Linked DNA regions of Mus musculus: region 2 is linked to region 1. A link is a contact called in public Hi-C data. All regions are on one chromosome and are shown on one strand. Each heading gives the region's core, a stretch centred on a gene start, on an enhancer-like site or on the middle of the called end of the contact. The rest is flanking DNA. Distances are from core to core; before and after follow the strand shown.

Region 1 (6,852 bases), core at 4,203-6,702:
TGCTGCTGTTTATTCCTGATACTCAGTATGCTTCCCCACTGAACTGCTACTGGATTCTCTTCATTCTCCCCTTAACCAAAATAACTGGTTTTTGGTTGTTAGGTTGCCACAAAGATAGCTATAGAGAAAATATCTAACAATGATAGTTAACAATTATTTGTTCCTTATTCATATCCTAAGCACTGTTTAATCCTCACTGCTACTCGATATTTAGTGTTCCTATTTCACAAGTAAATAACGACACAGGATAGCCAAGTAACTCATTGTCACACAAGTTCATTTGGGGAGTTTATAAATATGCTTTAAATGCATTTCTTTGAAGCTGGAAATAATAGCTCAGTGGTAGGGTACTTGCCAAGTACATGTTGGATCCTAAGTTCAATTTTTATGTTCAAATGTGTGTGTGTATTATATATACATTTATTTTCTATGTATGGTATGTATCGGGGCAGGCAGACATACCATGGCATGTTTGTGGAGGGCAGAGAAAAACTCTTGAGTTAGTTCTGTCCTTCCATAGCAGGATCTGAGGTCCAGATTCTAGCAGTCAGGCTTGGGTGACAGGTGTCTTCACTTCCTGAGCCATCCTGAGGGCTGGGCCCTACTTTAAACATACTCCTAGGGGCTAGAGAGATGGCTCAGAGGTTAAGGGCATTAGCTGTTCTTCCAGAGGTCCTGAGTTCAATTCCCAGAAGCCACATGTAAGCTCACCACCTATAATGGGATCTGATGCCCTCTTCTGACATGCATGCATGCAGACAGAGCACTCATGTACATGAAATACAGAAATCTTTTAAAAACAACAAAATTTTGTATGTGTGTGTATGTATGTATGTACATTGCTGCTGCTTTGTAAGCTTACTGAAGTAACTTTAAGAAGTAACAATGATGTCAGTTTGACTGTTACATGGTGGATTAACCTTAAAATAGAAAAATTGGTTAATAAGAATTTTTATTTTTGAGTCAGAGTTATTTTAGGGACCTGCTGGCTGTAAAGGATATCCTAGGACAGCAGATCCCTTAGTTCCTAATAAACAGCTGCCTCACTAACACTTCTGACCGAGCTAGGGCCATCGGCAAGGAGCCCAGCCAAGCTTATTAACCCCTTTCTGTTTCTCTGCAGCTAGCCACGGTGCAGCCTGGTCAGAATTTCCACATGTTCACAAAGGAAGAACTGGAGGAGGTGATCAAGGACATTTAAGAAGGAGCCGTCCTCGAACTTCTGTGGGACACTTTCAGTTCTAATTGCCCTTAGACTTTATTTCCAGCTCTTATGTCATGGAAAATATCCAGTATATGTGTGTGTGTTTTTTTATGAAGTCTGTACATAACAGCAATTCTGAAATAAAAAAATTTAAAAATATTTGTTAATAGTCTGTGATCTTATAATTTTAAATGTTTATGTTGGTAGGCAAAGATGATAGTAATTAATGCCCTTCATACCTTTCCTGTGAGCATGACTGTCCTAACTAAACACATTGTGGTGGTTCTCTGCAACTCAGACAGCTGTAGCCTGAGATACTGGACGATTAATTCAGACTAGTCCAGCTCCTCCCAAGTGATTAGTAGATGTTAATACGACTGGAAATCCATTTTAAGTCTTTGAGTGGGTTGGTGTTGTTGGTTAGTTGGTTGGTTGGTTGGTTGGTTAGTTGGTTGGTTGGTTGGTTGGTTGGTTTTTGAGAAAGAGTTTCTCTGTGTAGCCCTAACTATCCTGGAACTAGCTCTGTAGCCTAGGCTGGCCTTGAACTCAGAGATCTGCCTCCCGAATGCTGGGACTAGAGGTGTGCACCAGCACTGCCTGGCCCTTGAGTGTCTCTTAAGGAAACATACACTCTTGCTTCCTTTATATGAGAACACTGCTCATTGACCATCAAAAGACTCCTGGGGCTACTTCTTTGTGTCTTAATGGACAGTCTGGGAAGAGTACCCTTTTTATGAAGTTAAGAGCTGCAAAAAAACTTAGAAAGGGGACTTAAAAAAAAAAAAAAAAAAAAAGAAATGGCCTTGGTTTTGATCTCAGTTGCAATGAGAGTTACATACCTAAGCTGTATAAGAGAATTGTAAAATTCAGAAGGAGTTTCTGTTGGACTTTGGAATGCACTATAAACTGGAGCTGTTCCCATATGGCTGCGACTCATAGTCATTCCATTTGAACCTCCTAACACTCCTAACAGATAAAGAGCTAGGTCATTGGACATAGAAAATTAAGTTGTTGCTGGAGAGATGGCTCAGTGGTTAAGAGCATTTACTGCTCCTCCAGAGGACCCAGGTGTGGTTCTTAGCACCCACATGGCAACTCACCATCATCTATAACTCCAGTGGCAGGGATGCACTCTCTCCTGGCCTCCTCAGACACCAGGCATACACCTGCTATGTAGACATGAAGACAATATCCACAGGAGTTTTAAAAATTAAAAATTGTTTTAAATTAGCAAAAACCTGTTGGGACTTGATCTCAAGATTTTCAAGGTTTCAGATCACCAAGTCTTGAGTAACCAGCAAGTCTCAACAGCAATTTGAGATGTGGTTTGCATTGGCTGAAGCATGGCTAGTCCTCTAGTCAATTGCGGTTCATTTGATGGCTTAGGAATTATTTGCTGGGCTTTGTGTAATCTTTCATTAGGAAATTGTACTCTGATACTAAATAGTAGTAATATGGTAGCTGATTTCATACAAAATTCAGTGTAGTGAAAAGTAGCGTGTGCTGAAACACATTTGAAAACATCAGTTCAGCAAAGGAAGAAGTTTTGCCCACACATACAATGAAAGCAACTTGGGTTTATTTTCAACATTCTGCAGATTTCTACTGATGTTAATCCTGTTATGATGTTAATCCTGTATCATGTGAGATTTAGCCCCTGGAATCTTGTATCAACTTAGTCATTGTCTTACGGTTTCACTGCTGTAAAGAGACACTATGACCAAGGCAACTCTTATAAGGACATTTAATCAGGGTTGACTTATAGGTTCAGAGGTTCGAGCATGGCAGCATCCAGACAGGCATGGTGCAGGAGGCCTTTATCTGAAGGCCACTAGAGAAGACTGACTTCAAGGCAGCTAGGATGAGGTCTTAAAGCCTACACCCACAATGACACACTCCAAGGCCACATCTCCTAACAGTGCCACTCTCTGGCCCAAGCATATTCTAACCACCAGTCATTTAAGAATTTTATTGGGAAGCTGTCATAGCTGTGAAAGGTCATCTGTAGTCTCCCACAGTCTAAGAAAAGTACCTCTAGTGGGAAAAAGAGGCAATCATCTCTAATGTGTATGAGTGAGTGTGTGTGTGTGTGTGTGCGCGCGCGCACGCACATGTACCCAAGTATATATGAGGAGCCTGAGGAGGTCAGAAGAATGCATTGGATCCCCTGGAACTGGAGTTACAGGTGGTTGTGAGCTGCCACGTGGGTGCTGGGATCTAAACCCAGGTATCCTGTAAGCTCTTAACTGCTGAGCCGTTGCTCCAGGTCCAGTACTGCTTTTAACACTATAGATTAATGCAGATGTGGAAAAGAATACGTTGCTTTGAAGAGGTGTGTCACTCAAGAATATACAGAGAAAAAAGCGAAGGGAAAACATAGTGTAGCCCTCCAGCTTACAGTCCCTCCTATTGCTAAGGCAGGATGTCTGTATAACTGAGAACAGTAAGTATCATTATCTGCTATAATTACAATGTGAATAATTCAAAGAGATGGTTACTTTTCTTTAAATGTTGTGTTCAAGAAATGATCTTACATACAAAAAGGTATAGCTTTGTGATAATTACTTCATATTGATATTTTTGCTTGGGAGGCTGGTGAAGGAGGATCAAAGACTCTAAGCCACCCTGGGCTACAAAAAAAGACTCCCCAGTTCAACAAACTGACAAAATCTAAACGTTAATGGAACTAAATAGCTAAAAGATGTATCTGGTAGTTTCTCCAGCAGGTAGCACTGTTGAGTTAGCTTTCTTCTTTCCCCATAGTAAGACAATAGACCATTCATCTTTGTCACCCAAACAAAGAAATATTCCTTTGTAGCCCCCTTTTTCCCCTCCGTAACTGGTCACATGCTACTGTAACTGACTGCCTTGTGATCTAATCCATACTTGACACGAATTAAAAATAAGTTGTGCTTAAAAATAAATAATGTGGCGTTTATATTTCTGGAAAGAAAACACACTCATCAGTTTTTATCTTGTTCAGTGGCTCAGAAACTGGAGGGCTTTTCTGTTGATTTGCCATCCTGTTCCGCTTTCCAGAGCTTCACAGCTCCCTTCTTACTGTGGTTTTGGGGAGAGGAAAAACTCCCGAGTACGTAAATAGTTTTGTTTGTACTATTCCGTGTGCATACTCGGGTAGGCCTGCCGTTTGAGTTTACTGTTAAAGTTAAAAGTAACTTCCAATGGCTTCCACTCTGGTATAACATTTTGCATACTTTGTATCTTTTTATCTGGCTTCCTGAGTTCCGACTGAACAACTTGAAATGTTGGGAAGAGGTGGAGTGAAGTTAAGGATTTAGAACTGGTTTTACCAGCACTGCATGTTCTAAAAGTTGTGTGAGCAGCTTCTGCGGTGTAGGGAACAGTGGGGAGGTTATTTGCTGGAGGTGGGTATTCATTTAGGAGGCATCATATTCAGTGAGGGAATTGGTGTGATGCACTTACTGCAGGGCTAAGGGTGCTTTAGGTAACTAAAATCAGAATGTGACTGTACTAAAATGATAATATATAAAGTGGGCTTTAGGCAATTCTCTTCCCGTATACCTACACTTGGTGGCAAAGCTACCTACATTTCCAAGTCCGCAGAAGCCAAAAAGTACTTTCGCCTCTTGACTACCTCCCTGCAGATGAGGAAGGTGACTGAGGCCAAACATGTTGGAAAGACTTCTGCGGCTTCCATGAGACACGGGTGTAATGATGTTCATCTGCCCCATAGGATTTTCGCATTCACCTTCTTGGCTCCTTCAGCAGACAATGGGCGAGCCAGCGAGCCGGGGTTAAAATCCTAATGTACCAGTTTATGTCGGAGCCCCTTTTCCAACTGAGAGTAGTAGTTCAGGGATTCCCTGGCTTTCCCAGGCGCGGTTTCCACCGAAGGAAATTTTTAGGAGCGTTTGGAGGGGGGTTGGGAGGAGGGTGGAGAAGGCGGCAACGTGACCCAACCCTAACCCGAGGGTCTCCGGAAGCGCCGCCAACCTGCAGGCTGAGCGGGGAGGGGAGAGGGGTAACCCCTAGGCCAACTCCGGGAGCCCAGCCCGCAGACGCCGAGCGACGGTGGAGAATGACCTCAGCCGTCCCTGCCACGTTCCAGCCAATCAGTCCCGCATCTTGGCATCCGAATCCAGGACCCCCGAAGCCGGAGGCGACGCGAGCCAATGAGGAGTGGGCCGGGAAAGAAGGACAGGCGGCCAGCCTATTGGGGAGGAGAGGCCCGGCTGCGCGTATCCAAGCAGCGCGGGGCCGAGCTCGGGGGTGTGGCGCAGCGCCGGCGGGGGTGGGCGGGCGCGCCGGGTGGCAGGTGTCAGCGGCGTCTGCATTCGGCAGCGATGGAGCGGCCCCGGGGAGCTGCGGACGGCCTTTTGCGCTGGCCCCTCGGCCTCCTCCTGCTCCTTCAACTGCTGCCTCCTGCCGCCGTCGGCCAGGACCGGCTGGACGCGCCGCCGCCGCCCGCGCCTCCTCTGCTGCGCTGGGCCGGTCCGGTCGGGGTGAGCTGGGGGCTGCGCGCCGCCGCGCCCGGGGGCCCCGTCCCCCGCGCTGGCCGTTGGCGCCGCGGCGCGCCCGCCGAGGACCAAGACTGCGGCCGCCTCCCGGACTTCATCGCCAAGCTGACCAACAATACGCACCAGGTGAGCGCGCGAGGCCCGGGCGCCCGCCCCGGTTGGGTCGCCCCTCCGGGCCCGCGGCCCCAGGCGGCCGCTCCGCTCCCATTGCACGCTTCGAGGCTAGCGCGAGACCCCGGTTGCGGAGGGCGGCGAGGCGCGGGGGCGGCGGGGGCCGGGGTGGCTGCGGCCCGTGGGGCTGTGTGTCGTCATAGCCGAGGCAATCCGAGACTTTGACTCGCTGCATTCTTTGCTTCTGCTTCTTAAGTTGTCAGAATCTCCCGGTCATCCCCCCCCCCCCCCAACCCCCACCCCGAATATAGAACGCCGGGTCCACCAACGCTGGTACCTACCAGGAAGCTGGAGGCATAATTACCCCTTGAGTGATCGCAGAAGTTGGACAGCCCAGAAGCAGAGGTGTGCCCTCCCTGGGTCGGTACTTTTGAGGTTGACGTCCAGAAATCCCACAGCAGTTGTTAGGTCATGGCTTGTGTTTCCATAGTTAAAGGAACACTCATGGAAATGAAAATGACATTGAAACCCAACCGTGAAATGATATCTCCCCTGCTCCCTAAAATTAAAAACAAAAACAAGCAAACAAAAAACTGATTCAAGATGTTTCCTCAGGATGCAGGCTCAGAACCCTCTAACCTGACCCAAAACGACCTTGAGAGGTATTCCGAACCAAATTCCTGTGTGCAGAACCCAGAGAACAGAAAACGGCCTCTAGGACCTAGATTAGAAGCAATTGCAGAACAGCTCGGATCATCCAGAAGTTCCATTAAATGGCTTTACAGAGTGGCCAACTGTCCCAAACAAGAGTCTGGTTTGTAACCAGTCAGCCCCCTCTTTCTGCATACTACAGGATCTTTAAATCCCTTTGCTCCAGACCCATTCTGGAGATTGGCTCCAGTGTGCTTTGTTTCCTTGTAAGTTGACCTATTAGGAGACTCTTTTTGCACAAGAACTGGTATTGGCTTCTGTGTGTGACCCGCAGCCAGCTGAGATCCTGTCATCTGTCTCATTCCTTCAAAATTGACTTATAACCTT
Region 2 (6,725 bases), core at 3,602-6,101, 500 kb after region 1:
AGGGGTGGGAGGAGGCTGCTTACACCTTTCGTGGTCAGAAAACAGTGCTGGCTGGAAGCAGAGCCAGCCTATAACCCGTTACACCCACCTCCAGTGCTCCCCTACTCCAGCTAAGTCCTACCTCCACCCAAAGTGTCTGCGGTTCCTAAAGCATCCCATCAACTGGCAACCACGTGTTCAAATGGGTGAAGGGGGCTAGGGGCGGGAACAGTTGTGTATTTCAGATATGCTCTGTAACAGACAGTGCAACCCCCCCCCCCCGCCCCCCCAACATCTCTTCCTTTCTTTGGAGGTTTCCTTGGTCCATGTTTCTCTTCATCATTTAGTTTCTCTTCTGGAATTAGTTTCTGTCTCCTAAAATCCTTGCTCCTAAAGTTCATGAAGAGTCTAGCATGCACTTGGGTTTCACCTTTCAGGAGCAGTACCTTCTCTATGCTTACCAGATGAAATAGTGGTCCAAGCTAAAAAAAATATCTGGTCACATAATGAACATCCAGGGAATATAAACTCCTGGTCTCTTACTGGCTAGTAAATAAACAAATAAATATCCACAAGTAAATTAGATGTAAATAAGTAAATATTTATATAATATCTATTAATAATATATAAAATATAATTTATATGAATATAAAACATATAAATATTTATTTCTTACTTTGAGACAGGATCGATCTCTCTCTCTCTCTCTCTCTCTCTCTCTCTCTCTCTCTCTCTCTCCCTCCAGCCCAGGCTGGCCTTGGGTTTATGGCAACTCTCCTGCCTCCGTCTTCAGAGTTCTACTTGAGTTGTATGCCAGAGTTTCATGTTGGTCATCATAGTTCACACCTGGAAAACTAATATTCAAGAGTACTGCGGTGAGTCAAGGCCAGCCAGGGACACAGAGTGAGACTGTCTCAACATACCAGAAACAGAGCCACTAAGGTGGCTCAGTTGGTGAAGGTCCCTGCTGCCAAGCTTGCTGGTGTGAGTCCAGTGCCAGGGACTCGTGGTGGAGGAGAGAACCTGCCAGTGTCCCCTGACCCGCACATGAGCACAGTGGCGTGTGCACACTGCACATGATAAATCAATAGATGCAATGCAAATTTAAAAATAGAGTTGAGTTTCTTTTCACGAATTCCAAGTTCTTGAGAGAAAATTCTGTTTTCTGTGCTCCTTGACTCTGTTGCTTACACAGTTGTTACGTTTTTATGAACGATTTCATCCATACTGCAAAGTTGAGGAAGACATCCCCACCATTTGGAGTTCTCTGGCTTTTTGGTTTTAGCAGGCTGTCATTCTTGCTGCCCCAGAACTTGCAGTGTGTACCAGGCTGGCCCCCACCTCACAGATCGGCGAAGGCCATTTTGATGCTCTGAATGTAATCATAGCTAACATTTTTCAGCTTGGTCAAAAGCAAAATGGATCTGGTCCTGGAGAGTGAACTCAGAACCCGTTCAAGATGAGCCCGATCCTGCGGCAGGGTAAGTATTTCATTATTACTAAGAACAAAATCAGAGCCAGGTATGGCAGCTCTTGCCCGTCTCCTCAAAACTTGAGAGGCCCAGTCAGAAGGCCTACTAAAAGTTTAGGTCTAGACTTGGGACTACATGGTGAGTTTGAGGCTAGTGGGGTACAGAATAAGACTCTGTCCTAAAAATTACACACACACACACACACACACACACACACACACACACACACACACACACACGAAATTGAGTTTCATTACCCAGGTGCATATACTAAACCACTTAACTACCTAGACAGTTGCTTGTCCTGGACTGGGAATTCAAGCCTAGACCTATCTGGTGTGACTTCAGTCACTGACTTGTTCATTCAGCCAATGTCGAAGTGCCCAAAGCAGGACTTTGTGTTCCGTGTGGAGGCCGAGATGACAGCAGTGTCTGCCCCTGAGCTGTTTTCTGATGGAGGAGCTGGGAGTGGCAGAAGGGAGTGTGAGGAGCACTGCTGACCTTATTAGGGGGTTTAGGAGCCTGAGCTCAAAGGCAAAGCCTGAAGGAGCTATCCCAGGACATCAGGAGGGATGTGAAGGACTCGGGGTTAAGGCTTTCTGAGGAGAAAAGGCCTTTGAGCAAGTTCAGGAACCTGTCAGTCAGTGTGCCAGGAGCCCAGAGGGGAGTGGCAGGGGCAAGATGGAGCAAGTGAAGGCAGGTCTTCAGATTCTTCAGAACAAACGGGAAGCCAAGGGACTTTTAAAATAGGGACTCTGATAGAACTGTAGGAGATCACTGTAGTGGTCAGGCAGAGTGGCTGGCATTTACAGTCCCAGCATTCAGAAGGCTTAGGTAGGAGTTCTGTCTAGCTTGGGTAACACAGTAAGTTCTGGGCCAGCTAGAGACAGTCTCATAAAACAAAACAAAACAAAACAAAACAAAACAAAACAAAACAAAACATCACTGCAGCCAGTGAGGAACAAAAAGTGGGTTAGAGGAGCAGAAACTGGAGCCAGAGGCCAAACAAGGCAGCCATGGGAGAGTCCACTGGGGTCATGGAAGGTTGGCTCAGGGTGATACCGAGAAGCTGTGTGTTGGGAGTTTAAGACAGAGTTGGCACCAAGGGCTTAGAGTCAATAGTCCAGGCTATCCACTCAGACAAATTCAAGCCTGAGTAGCTACACAGAAAAGTACAGTGATTTAACATGTAATATTTGAAGTCAGGCACAGCACAGGTCACCTGTAATCAGAGCTCGGAGGTGGAGGTGAGAAAATGGGCAAGTTTGAGGCAAGCTTGGTTTACAGAGTAAGACAGGGCAACAGGGCTTTATAAAGGTGACTCTTTCACAACACAAAACGAAAACAAAATGCCAAAACAGAGCGCTGAAGTCTGACTCCCAGCACCCACACCAGGGGGCTCACATGTACCTGAAACTCTAGCTCTACAGTCCTCTTCTGGCTTCTATGAGTGTGTGAGTTCTCTCTCTCTCTCTCTCTCTCTCTCTCACACACACACACACACACACACACACACACACACACATACACACACACACCCCCCACAAATAAATAGATCATTAAAAAAAGAAAGCCAACTCAACAAAAGAATGTAGTTTTTGGAGACATCTTGGGTTTATGTCATATCTCTGTCCTTGGAAAGGTGACTCACCCTCCCTGAGCCTCTACTTTCCTGTAAAATGAGAGTGATAGGACCAGATTCACCAAGACTACACATAAGACACCAAGAATGGTACTTGGATTAAAATGATACTGGATCTCAAAATACCTCCCCCCACCCAAAGAATTGAAGTGGGATGGGGACTCGGCAGGGGAGCTGATGGGAGGAGACCGAGAGGGCAGAAGGGGGAGTGGAATCAGAACGCATCATACAAATGCGTCATATACACTTATGATGATGCAACACATTTAAAAGACTTACAAGTGAAGTACTCAACCATACTGTGGTCCTGTGGGAGGCAGTGAGCGCTCGCTCCATATAGGGGAGGGCTCCAAAGCCCCTACACTTCCTGCTGAACCACACTGCCACACCCTGAGGCAGAATGCCTCTCACCTGGAAAATGGCTCCATCCGATGTGCTGATTGAACTTCAGAACCAACTGACGTGAACATGATAGGGGGCAAGAGACTCTGAGATGACGTGCATGTGAGGTGACAGCCTGAAGGTGCTCACACATGTCTGTCCCAAAATTATGTTTAGCGAAGGGACCATATGCAGGAGGCTCTGCCATAGGCCTTCTACAGGCAAGTTTCTGTGGCAGCCCCTCTTCATATAGATTAAGAGAACAGTTCAGCAGAGCTATGCAGTGGTCAGCCTGAATCCAGTGTCCCTGTACCACATCCATCACATGACAGACATAGGACAGTAGGTAGCATAGAGGGGACCATTGACTTAGAGTCTCTGCTTTCATCTCCTAACCGCCTAGGCATGCATGATCACTGGTGCTTGGGTGAACTCAAGCCAAGGCATTATCGCTGGCATTTGTGTGCATTTGTTTTATAAATATGCAGGATAAAAGGTTGGAGTCTTGGCTTTTTCTGTTAAACAAAACGAAAGAAAACAAAAGAACAAACAAGCAGGCAGTTCTAGAAGAGCAGACGTCATTGACTATAGCAACCACTTTTTCTTGAAGCTCAGCTGTGGTCCCAAGGGTCTGTGAATATTGTAAAAGGTAGGGTCCCTCAACTACAGACAGACAGACACACACGAGTGCATGCATACACACATGCACACAGCCTTCACAGAGTCTAGAGCACGCATGTGTGTGTGTTGTGTGTGTGTGTGTAAACCATACATAGGTTAACAATATGCCTTTGTCTTCTAGAAAATATCCCAAGACTTATATGATCTCTACCTCAGACCTTGCAACACCCTCACCCCACCTCTGCTGCCTGGGAATTCCTAGAATCCAGTCCTTATGTCCCAGTGATAACATGGAAGAAATGGAATCTAAGGTGAGGACCGAGAAAGTCCCCGCAGCTCAGGCACCCGGCCTTAATGAGCACAGAATGGCTAGCTTTCCCGTCAGTATAGGATGGGCTTTCAGAAAACGTTCTGCTAAGAACAAGTTCTGCTCAGAGCTAACCCTCAACAGCCACATGGTTTGCATTATTCCTAAACTGGAGCCAAAGGAAGCTTCCTGGAGAAAGCATTTGGTGGGTGGTACCTCCTCTGCAGGATTCCCCTGGCCCAGACTTGAAGACCCCAGTCTGATCCAGTGACTGTTGTTAGGGGTACCACCTATGTTCAGACTGGTTACACCAACCTCGGGTTACTTTCCTAAGCATGTGTGGTATCAGTTGGTGTTCACTCTCAGTCCTCGTCGCTGGCCCCTGAGCTGTTCTACTCTGAGGCAGGAACAGGGCATCTGGCTGCTTCTCTCACCCTCTGACTCACTTTCCTCAGTCACGTGTTCACCTCTTTCCTCTCCCTTCCCTTGACAAATACATTCCATCTCCAACTGGTTGCCTAGGAGACCAACCTTCAAAAACAGAAATAAAAAGCGTGTAGAAACAGAATGCTTCAAAAATTCCATCTTGTAATGTTTAATAATGAGTGAATCCAATTATCAGAGATGTTAGTAAGTTTAGGTGACTAAAGTATGTGGACTTTCTCTGTAGATTTTAAACTCGCCCTTGGAGCATGCCTTAAGGACAGCAACCATATTGAAAAAAAACACCGACCAAATGATTAGATCCATTGCAGAAGACCTCGCCAAGGCACAAGGATGGAGACACCAGCTAAGATACTACTAACTCAGTCCCGGGCAGCCAAGGGTTAAAATGTTTGGTCCTCTCCAAAATATTTTACTTATGAGATAATGTAGGAAGATAGTTTTCTAGAGAAAACACTAAAACTTTAAGAAATGAGTTATACGAAGTGCTTAAATGGAGAAAAAAAAGCAAAACAAGCCCTCTGGCATTTATATCTTTATGTGAAAATAAATCTATGTTCTTCCTAATTCATAATAAAATAAAAACAATAAAACAAATACTTTATTATTTTTTCTATTTTTTATTGGATATTTTATTTATTTACATTTCAAATGTTATCCCCTTTCCCAGTTTCCCCTCCACAAACCCCCTATCCCATCCCCCTTCTCCACGCCTTTATGAGGGTGCTCCCCCACCCACCCACTCCTACCTCACCACCCTAGCATTCCCCTACACTGGGGCATTGAGCCTTCACAGTCACAGGACCAAGGGCCTCTCCTTCCATTGATGCCAGATAAGGCCATCCTCTGTGGCTGGAGCAATGCAAACCCCTTTAGCTCCTTCAGTCCTTTCCCTAACTCCTCCTCTGGGGTCCCTGTGTTCAGTCCGAAGGTTGACTGCCAACATCTGCGTCTGAAAAACAAACACTTTTTATCTATTAGTCTGGAAAGTTTCATGAATCTGGGTCAGTGAGATGGGAAACAGATCTCGTGTGCTGCTGCAGAGGAAGGTGACGGAGATCCTGACAAACCCACTAACAAAGTCAAGGGGTTTTTTAAAGTAAAACATGCCTAGAATATGACAACCTACTGAACACAATTGCTTAGTAACATACATAACGTAAAATACTCCCTGTTTCTCTTTGCAAGTGAGCAGCTGCCTGGGAGTTACCACTGCCCGGGATCAGAAAAGTACTTTGCTGACTTACCGTTGGCCTGAGGCAAAGATAAAATCCAAATTTCAGGGCTGGGGAGATGGTTTAGCGGGTAAAGGTATTTATTAGCTGCCAAACATTTGACAACCTGAGTTTGATCCCTGGGACTTGTACGGTGAAAGGGGAGAATCAACTCCTGAAAGTTGTCCTCTGACCTGTGCATGCTATATAAACACACACACACTAAATAAATATAACATTTTAAAAATTCAAATGGGGGGCTGGTAAGATGGCTCAGTGGGTAAGAGCACTGATTGCTCATCCAAAGGTCCTGAGTTCAAATCCCAACAACCACATGGTGGCTCACAACCACCCATAATGAGATCTGGCATACTCTTCTGGTGTGTTTGAAGACAGCAACAGTGTACTTAGTAATAATAAATAAATCTTTAAAAATAATTCAAATGGGGGGGGGTTACCTTTAATCCTAGCACTCAGGGAGCAGAGATGGGCAATCTCTGTGAATTTGAGGTCAACTTGACCTACAGAGTGAGTTCCAAGACTGCCAGGGCTACACAGAGAGAAACCCTGTCTTGAAAGCAAACAAACCAACAAATAAAATCCAAGTAGAAATAATTTCAACTGAATGCATATGAATTTTACACTGCTATTTAGTTGACAAAAAA

Evidence for each region. A called contact is a pair of places that touch in the nucleus more often than the background predicts.
Region 2: a contact with region 1 is called in a Hi-C map of uterus, with 4 times the contacts expected there. The contact joins the enhancer-like site here to the promoter of Sort1 in region 1. A contact is called at or near these places in 1 of 39 promoter capture datasets (cranial neural crest) and 3 of 484 Hi-C or Micro-C datasets (cardiomyocytes, olfactory sensory neurons and uterus).

What each region holds. Positions count from the first base shown.
Region 1 is chr3:108,278,612-108,285,463 of GRCm38.p6, forward strand. Sort1 (sortilin 1) reads left to right here and starts at 5,453. Exons shown (of 20, transcript NM_019972.3): 1 at 5,453-5,829. The coding sequence starts at 5,530. It overlaps Psma5 (proteasome subunit alpha 5), which reads left to right. Exons shown (of 9, transcript NM_011967.3): 9 at 1,124-1,341. The coding sequence ends at 1,201.
Region 2 is chr3:108,776,845-108,783,569 of GRCm38.p6, forward strand. Aknad1 (AKNA domain containing 1) reads left to right here. Exons shown (of 12, transcript NM_177859.3): 10 at 1,382-1,460; 11 at 4,277-4,406; 12 at 5,073-5,465. The coding sequence ends at 5,207. Among named protein-coding and RNA genes, the nearest start is that of Aknad1, 41 kb to the left of the region's middle. Within about 2 kb of position 4,852, at least 150 of the 459 cell types and tissues checked have an H3K27ac peak or open chromatin away from gene starts, as enhancers often do. A contact at or near this core is called in uterus, where this site is marked.